Linked DNA regions of Sus scrofa: all the other regions are linked to region 2. The links are chromatin contacts, called in public HiChIP or PLAC-seq maps. All regions are on one chromosome and are shown on one strand. Each heading gives the region's core, a stretch centred on a gene start, on an enhancer-like site or on the middle of the called end of the contact. The rest is flanking DNA. Distances are from core to core; before and after follow the strand shown.

Region 1 (2,700 bases), core at 186-2,685, 140 kb before region 2:
CAAAATATAGACGGAGAAGGAATGACGCTGCTCAGTCAAAAGTCCAGTTAGATGATGGGCACTGAAATATGTATGAACAGAAGTAAGTATGTCAAATGACACAGGGAAGGCTAATTAGGTAGAAGAAGGAGGGTAGGTGATAGGCTTCTAATAATCTAGCTTTATTCGGCGTGAAACTAAAATGGATGATTTTGCGCCACGGTTGGCGCTGGGGGAGTTTTTTGATCTGTTGAAGTGCAGTGCCCAGGGCCCAGATTCTCCCAGGTCAGAGCTTTCTGTGGGGCTGACTGGCTTTGGAGCTTAATTATTTAAATGTTTCCAGACTCAAATGACTGATGAGCTAACATATTTTTAATTCAGACTTTCGCTGAGCACAATATGCTTGAAACAGACATCACAGGAGGCCTTGACACACTGGCACGGACTGAAAGTTCCACGCCCTGTATTTTATTTTGTTGTTCACATTTTAAATTACAGGCTTCAAACTTCATCCAAAGTTCAGGGGAACAGAGCCCCCGCACTAGGCTTTCACGGATAGGACTAGAGCTTGTGTTGTTGTTTTTAAAAAGGGAGAAAGGATCCTGTTAGAATAAAGAAAAAGAATGTTGCCAGAACGTTCTACTTAATTTAGCCATCCAAAGATAAACACACTGGTGATTCACTGCATGCTGATGTTACTATTTTGACATGAATTCTGTAGCTCGTCCCCACCCCCTCCCTGCCTCTGAGGAGGTGGGCTATAGGTGGGCTCATTTAGCAAAGGTTTGTTCCTCTCAGACTCCTTTCACGTTTCCCAAGGTTCCAACTATTTCTGATAAAAGCACTGGCTCCTGGGGACCCTGCAAAGAGTCCTTTAAAGAATAAAGGCATATTTGAGAACTGCCCAGTTTGCGGAAATTCTGTAAAATTAGGAGAGCTTACTAATCATGACATTTACTAAGTAATTTAATTTGACTCTCTCAACTGAATTATAGATAGTTCATAGTGCTGTGCAAATGAGCACTGAATCCAGAACATCGGTCTTGCAAAACTGGCCATGCAAGGTATTTTTCTTGTCCCTGGTCAGCCAGATCTGTGTGTCACTCTGTTCTTGGTTTCTTCTCAGTCTTGCATGTCTCATTTTTCCAGAATGATGGAGACTAACTAAGCTGGTCATCCTTTCTCAGAAGGTTTACCTCTTGGTGGGCTATTCTTGGTATAGAGGATCCCACGTACATGAGCTTCACCAGCAAGAAGGCGGTCTTAGTTATGTCTGTATCAGAGTATCGGTAATAACTTTGACAGCAATGAATAATACTGTAGTAGGTTTTAAGCAAGTGAATGGTTTTACTATAGACATAGCAAACCTCCCTCTGAGACTCACAGTATCCACCTATGAGGCTATTCCTAGGGCTCAGCAGCACTGGCCACAAGTCCTGTGACCTCACGTGGCTGGTCCACACCCTTTCTGGCTCCACCCTGCATCCTGTGCCAAAAGTCCCATGGCTGTCAAGTTACTCGCCATCCTGCCTCCTTCTAGCCTTTGCTCCCAGCGTCTGTGTCCAGGTCACATCAGTCTGCCCCATACTCTGGATCTTTCTTCTTACTCTTTTTTTTTTTTTCTTTTTAGGGCCACACCCAAGGCACATGGAAGTTCCCAGTCTAGGGGTCAAATCAGAGCTGTAGCTGTGGGCCTATGCCACAGCCACAGCAACGTGGGATCCAAACCGTGTCTGCGACCTACACCACAGCTCACAGCAATGCCAGATCCTTAATCCACTGAGGGAGGCCAGATATTGAACCCACATCCTCATGGATCCTAGACAGGTTCGTTAACTGCTGAGCCACAAAGAGAACTCCTTTCTTTTCTACTTTTGACATGTGTTTCCCTCCTTGGTGTCCTCACTCTCCACACTGTTGAAGATCCCAGTCATCCGTATTTTGGGAAAAGCCACTGCGGGAGAGGGACAGGAATGACTTCCAGAAAGACAATTACTCACCACCACTCTCAAGAAATGAGAGGACCTAATGGCACTTTGAGCTGATGGCCAGTCCTCCTTTAAGGTGTGCTGTGGAGGTCAAGAATACCTCCGTGGCCATGCTTTGTCATCTTAAGCAGTGGTACTGAAACATAATCGAGGCTTCCAGGAAAGTGGTGAAGTCCTCATGAATTTTCATCAAATGGTTAAAGGTGATTCCTTTTACTCAAGGTGATTATCCGTAGTCCTTGAAGAAGAACTAAAGGTCCTTGACTTTGTCGAATGGCTGAACTATTATGCTTGACTGTTTTCCTTTTTTGCTGCATTTTCTCACTTCTCTGATTAAATTGTCTCTTTGACTAAAGTTTTTCTATAGACAAAACAGCACGTGGAGCCCATGAGTGTGGGTCCATCTGGGATGGCCTCCCAGGGTCCTGTTCTGTTACAGTGTTAGCCTCAGGGGGCATCCTGGACTCAGTTTTTTTCAATGCCCATGTGCAGTTAGATTGTTGGAAGTCCCCCAAGTCTGTCACATTGGCATTCTTCTTTATAATTCCTCTGCTTTCTTCTCTTACTAAATACTCATTCACTACCTGCTCAAATCCCACTCCTGGTACCCTTTCCAACACCCCTCCCACCACCCACCATGCTTTCGACCCAACACCCAAGACCTCAGATGCACTTAGGAGGGCAGCAGGAGGGACTATGGCTGTCTTTGAACAGTTTCCAGGGGGAGAAAACC
Region 2 (2,700 bases), core at 122-2,621:
ACAAGACACCCCTCATTAGACTTAGACTAGAGACATGTGCCTTTCATGGTCTCACCCTTTTTGGGGTTGACTCTCTTCGAATGTGAAGAAACAGGAAATGGAAACACACAAACTCTTCATTAAAGGGGATGAAGCCCAGAGCACCTGTCTAGTGCATTTGAGTCTCTCATGAGTTTACGAGTCAGCCTGGAAGAAGGAAGGACAAGCAGTGTTTCACGTAGCTCACAAACCCTGGCCTCTAATTACTCTCCTGAGATTACTTGTACTTCCTGGCCCATCTGGGATCGGGGACTTGCTCATTGTTCTAGTACTGAACCTTTGTCCCTTGGGAATAAAACCCACGGGTCCCCTTGGATGGATTTACCATGGCAGTTTCCAGCTCCCCCCCCCAAAAAAAGCAGTGATATCAGCTGTTGCTGCTGCTTGCAGAAGACAAAGGCCATCACCTCTTCTCCCCTCCCCCCTCAGCTTTTCCTGTCCCCTCTGTCACCTGCAGTTTTAAAAGTATTACATACAATGTATTACGTACATTGGCCCCTGAAAAAGAATGACGCTGAACAGTTTGTGAAAAATGAAAAAGGGAAAAATTAAAATGAATGTTTGAATTGGCCTAAGAAAGCCTGGGAGGATACATACACAAGATGCTAATAAAAGTGGTTGTTTTCTTGTGGAGTAAGAGTGAGGTTCGGTTTGAAGAAGGGGGCAGGGAGGAAGTGAGATTTTTCTACTGTATCCTTTTATAAGCTCTGAGAATGTATCACCATCTAAAAAATTGCCCATTTAAAATTAACTTTAGGGAGTTACCATCGTGGCTCAGTGGTAATGAAACCGACTAGAACCCGTGAGGGTGTGGCCTTGCTCAGTGGGTTAAGGATCCTGTGTTGCTGTGGCTGTGGTGTAGGCCGGCAGCTGCAGCTCCATTCGACCCCTAGCCTGGGAATCTCCATATGCCGTGGGTGCGGTCCTAAAAAGACAAAAAGAAAAAAATAGAAAAGAAAATTAACTTTAAAAAGGTTTCTTCTGTCTCACATCTTGAAGGAAAATTGGAAACTGTTGTGGCTCTCCTGAGGAGGTTGAAATTTTTGTCATTATCAGCTCACATTAGAGGATGCAAGTGGTAGGCTTTTGGTTAGATATATTTGGGTTCAGTCACATTGTGAGTAGGCAACTGGAAAGTATGTTTGGCCTCTTTCAGTCTCGGTATCCTTATCTATTTGAGGGAAATGGAAATAATTGATTAGCCTGTCTTTCAGGAATATTGGGAGGACCGATGAGAAAATAAATATAAAAATGCTATCTAAGCACCAAATAAATGGATGATTACTCTCAGGTCTTTGGAGGAAGTTGTGTCATTGATTTCCCAAGAGAAGGAACAGACCTACTCATCTTCCTCTTTCTTAAGGCCTGGTCAAGTTTCAAGCTCATGAGAGGGGAAAAGGAGGGTCTGTGTAGTTTTTCTTTCATCTTTCTACCTTGAAAACCTAGAGAATCTTTGGCCTCTGCTGGAAGAAAATTCAGCATTAAAAAACACCTCTTTCACATCTTTTTGATTAGAGCTTTTCACTGCTGATGAATAATAATAGTCCTAAGCAAACAAGGAACTTATTGGTTCACTAACTGAAAGTCCAGGTCTGACAGCCTTCAGGCATGGTTGGATCCAGGTCCTTAGAAGCTAAGATTAGGAACCTGCCTCCTTCTTTTGAGTCTGTATTCCTCTGTTGGTTTCTGGTGGGTTTTTATCTGTTTGTCTGATTTTTTGGGGAGACTTAGGCTCTCCTTTTATGGAGGCAAAGTGACTGATTACCAGCATCCCATGGCTCCTATTCAGCTAGTTTTAACAGATCCAGAAGAAAAAGACACCTTCTTTTCCTGTTGTTCACCAGAATTCTTGGGCCTGGATCTTGTTGCTACAACTTGGACACTCCCTGAAAAAAAAAAAAAAAAAAAAGACTGAAATGCACAATATCTACTCTGTGCAAAGTATCATTCTTGGTATGATGGAAATGAAATGATGCACAAGACACCCCTCCTTGGTCTTAGACTAGAGACGTGAATGTGCGACTCTGTGCACATGTTGCAATGAAAAATGTAGTAAGTGCTATAGCAGCAATAATAGTAAGAGCTAACATTTATTCAGTGCTTTCTAGATCCTGGGTGCTAGTCTAACATTTACTTAACTCATTTAATCTCTAGAAGAATGAGAAGGTAGCAGCTATTATCTCGTTTTGTAGATGAGGAAGCTGAGGCACAGAGAAGTTATTGAAAAGTGTTCTAGTTAGAAAACAAACGTACGGTTACCAAAGGGGAAGGAAGCGGGAGAGGGACAGATTAGGAGTTTGGGATTAGCAGATATAGACTACTGTGTACGAAACAGATAAAAAACAAGGATCTACTTTGTAGCGTAGGGAACTATATTCAATATCTGGTAATAACCTTTGGGAAAAGAATCTGAAAAAGTATATGTGTGTGTGTGTGTGTGTGTGTGTGTGTGTATCACAACATTTTCCAATTGGAATTCTTGCTGTGGGTTAAAGCAGGTTAAAGACCCAACATTGTCTCTGTGAGATGCGGGTTCAATCCCTGCCCTCACTCAGTGGGTTAAGGATCCAGCATTGCCACAAGCTGCGGCTTAGGCCATAGATACAGCTCGGGTCCAATGTGGCTGTGGCTGTGGTGTAGGCTGGGAGCTACAGCTCCAAT
Region 3 (2,703 bases), core at 61-2,560, 160 kb before region 2:
GTTTTTTTTTTTTTTTTTAATCTATGCAGAATGGCTAGACATGACTGTCAGATTAGACTTCTCAATATTTACTTGGCTAGTTAATTACAACAAAATATCATGGGAACATAATTTAGACCTATAGTCAGACAAATAAACAAATAATCATCAATAACTCTGAAAACATTTCCAACCAATAAATTATTTTCTTGCATATAATTTCATATTTTTATTTTTGACTTCATATCTGCCAAGTATTTCCCCCCATTTTGTTTGGAGAGTCTATGAATGTCATAATTCTTAGCCACAGTTCAATAAGATAGCTTAGCTTTCTTGTTTACAAAAAATCTTAAAAATATAAGTTGGTTAACTTAGTCCTATCTTTACCTGTGTTTTAAAAATTGTTCTATATAGTTTGCATGATATTTTATAGGTACCAAATCTTAATTTTTTAAGATACCTGAAAATGTCATGGAATAATTCATATATTAACAATCTATCCTTTATATTCTTGGTAATTAACTGCTTTCAAAATGGCATTCGGAAACATGGGCTTACAGAAAACAAAACTCTCCTTAGTTGCTGTTTGAAGTTTGGCCACTAGATGGCAGAGTGGTTATACCAATCCGCAAATGTTAAACAAGAGACTTGTTATTTGCACTTACTAGCTTCTATTAAAGACAGAGGTACCTGTAAATGTGTTCTTTGAGTTTTCTCCTCTTGTAAAGTACTGTCGTCCTTGAGAAGCAATATTAGATGAATGACTTTTTGTTTTTAACTGCTTAATGCTTATTTATCTTCCAATCTATTAAAACCATTATTGGACAGTTTTATTAAAGTAAAAAAATCCAGTCCCTCTTGGGGTAAATTGTTTTCAGAAGACAATTGATTCTTAAGTACATTAAGTCTTTCTAAATGGGCATTTGTTTTCAATTTAGAAAAAAGCATCTGTGTCCAGACTGTGAACAATTGTTTAAAAAGTTTTTAGAAACTTTTTAAGAGTCCCTGTTTTCAGCTAATAGGGCATAATCACATTTCTGGAATGAGATATGTCAGAGAAAGCCAATGCCCTTGGCTAAATTGAATCTCGTTTAAATCGATGCTCAACACAGCTAACATAGATGTTATAAGCTGTGTATCCATAGGGTTTTCTTTACAGTGGCTGGAAATATGAAGCATCTCCCAGTTTGGTGCCTTCACATTAGATTACCCTTCCTGTGATAGGACTTGCAACTCATGCCCGATTCTCTTATTTGCACCCAGGGAGTGACTAGTGAGTGACTAGTGAGCAAGGCTGCTGTGTGAATGACATGGCTCTCATGACCCGGCTCGGGAAGCTCTCCCATCTCCACATTTTCTAGATTACGTATTTTACAAGTCACGTGGTAGTTTCCTATCCCTGTAAAAGGAAGTTTGGTGAGTTGCATTCATTCAAAAAAGAGCTGTTTTGAAAACAAAAGTGTTTAACAGACTTGACATTGTTTGACTTTCATTACTACCTAAACAGTTTCAAGTAAGAAGTATATTTTCTAATATTTAGCTTTTTGGTTTTAAAATATAAGTTGAAAGAGGTAATATTTCTTCATTTTATAGTTAGTAACCTAAAATTCTTTGAAGAGGGACAGATTTTCTATGGCACAGCTTATATTGTAGATAAACTCTACTTAAAATAACACATATGCACACTTATACAAATACACAAACAAATACTTCCATATCAGATTATGTTTTTATACCCTTTAATTTTCATGAGATGCATATTTCAGAGTTTGTGGTTAAAATTTGTAATTAGGTAAGCTTTTTCTTTGAGAAGCTCAATAAAATAATAATTTCTTATTTTCAAAGTCGTATTTTTAAATCTACCAGTAATTTTGTTATGGTGGATCTTCTGGTAAAAAAGAATCAATCCTTCAATCATTTTATTTTTGCTTTTGTGCCAAATCTTGTTAGGAAATGTGGAAGATATGAAAAGGTAGACAGTTGCTCTGGTTCCTGCCCCTAGGAACTCACAGCCAGGGCCCCAGCCTTTTAAAATAAAATATTACATATGTATGGAAATTAAATTATGATCATAAACAGTATCAAAATGAGAAGGGATTCTAGGGGTTCAAGGAGTTAGGAAGGGCTTTGGAAGAAGGGAAGATTTTAATGTTCATATGTTAACCGTTAATGGTTATATACGATTTTTATGTTTAAAAAGTGTGGGAAAAACCCCAGCCAGAAGAAATGGGACGGGCAGAGGCCTTGAGATGAGAGCGGTGCAGATGAGTTTTCAGTTTGAAACCTGAAATCACAGGTTAAGGGAATGACAGATGCAGAAAAAGTGATCTATTGAAACCCTACGAGGCAAGACCCTGAACCCAGGAGACTTTGTGCTACAATCTCTTATCAGTGGGGAGCAGCTGAGAAGGTCTGACAAGATATTCTGAAAGTCTTGTTTTAAAGAGTTTAATTCAGCAATCATCTAACAGGGAAAAAATGAGAGAAGAGAGATGCAGGGAGAGCCATGAAACACCTATATAAGTAGCATCAAGGAGTTCCCGTTTTGGCTGAGTGGTTAACGAATCTGACTAGGAATCATGAGGTTGCGGGTTCGATCCCTGGCCTTGCTCAGTGGGTTAAGGATCCGGGGTTGCTGTGAGCTGTGGTGTAGGTCGCAGACGATGCTTGGATCTGGCGTTGCTGTGGCTCTGGCATAGGCCAGCGGCTACAGCTCCAATTGGA

The links. HiChIP or PLAC-seq counts read pairs in DNA pulled down with a chosen protein or histone mark.
Region 1: an H3K27ac HiChIP or PLAC-seq map of alveolar macrophages shows a contact between it and region 2. The contact joins two enhancer-like sites. A contact is called at or near these places in 2 of 2 datasets of contacts at active chromatin or transcription factors (alveolar macrophages and skeletal muscle).
Region 3: an H3K27ac HiChIP or PLAC-seq map of alveolar macrophages shows a contact between it and region 2. The contact joins two enhancer-like sites. A contact is called at or near these places in 3 of 47 Hi-C or Micro-C datasets (brain, heart right ventricle and liver) and 2 of 2 datasets of contacts at active chromatin or transcription factors (alveolar macrophages and skeletal muscle).

The regions. Positions count from the first base shown.
Region 1 is chr1:21,657,981-21,660,680 of Sscrofa11.1, reverse strand. All of the region lies in intron 1 of PHACTR2 (phosphatase and actin regulator 2), which reads left to right. Among named protein-coding and RNA genes, the nearest start is that of PHACTR2, 64 kb to the left of the region's middle. Within about 2 kb of position 1,435, at least 2 of the 83 cell types and tissues checked have an H3K27ac peak or open chromatin away from gene starts, as enhancers often do. A contact at or near this core is called in alveolar macrophages, where this site is marked.
Region 2 is chr1:21,516,627-21,519,326 of Sscrofa11.1, reverse strand. All of the region lies in intron 2 of PHACTR2 (phosphatase and actin regulator 2), which reads left to right. Among named protein-coding and RNA genes, the nearest start is that of LTV1, 88 kb to the right of the region's middle. Within about 2 kb of position 1,371, at least 6 of the 83 cell types and tissues checked have an H3K27ac peak or open chromatin away from gene starts, as enhancers often do. A contact at or near this core is called in alveolar macrophages, where this site is marked.
Region 3 is chr1:21,678,813-21,681,515 of Sscrofa11.1, reverse strand. All of the region lies in intron 1 of PHACTR2 (phosphatase and actin regulator 2), which reads left to right. Among named protein-coding and RNA genes, the nearest start is that of PHACTR2, 43 kb to the left of the region's middle. Within about 2 kb of position 1,310, at least 4 of the 83 cell types and tissues checked have an H3K27ac peak or open chromatin away from gene starts, as enhancers often do. A contact at or near this core is called in alveolar macrophages, where this site is marked.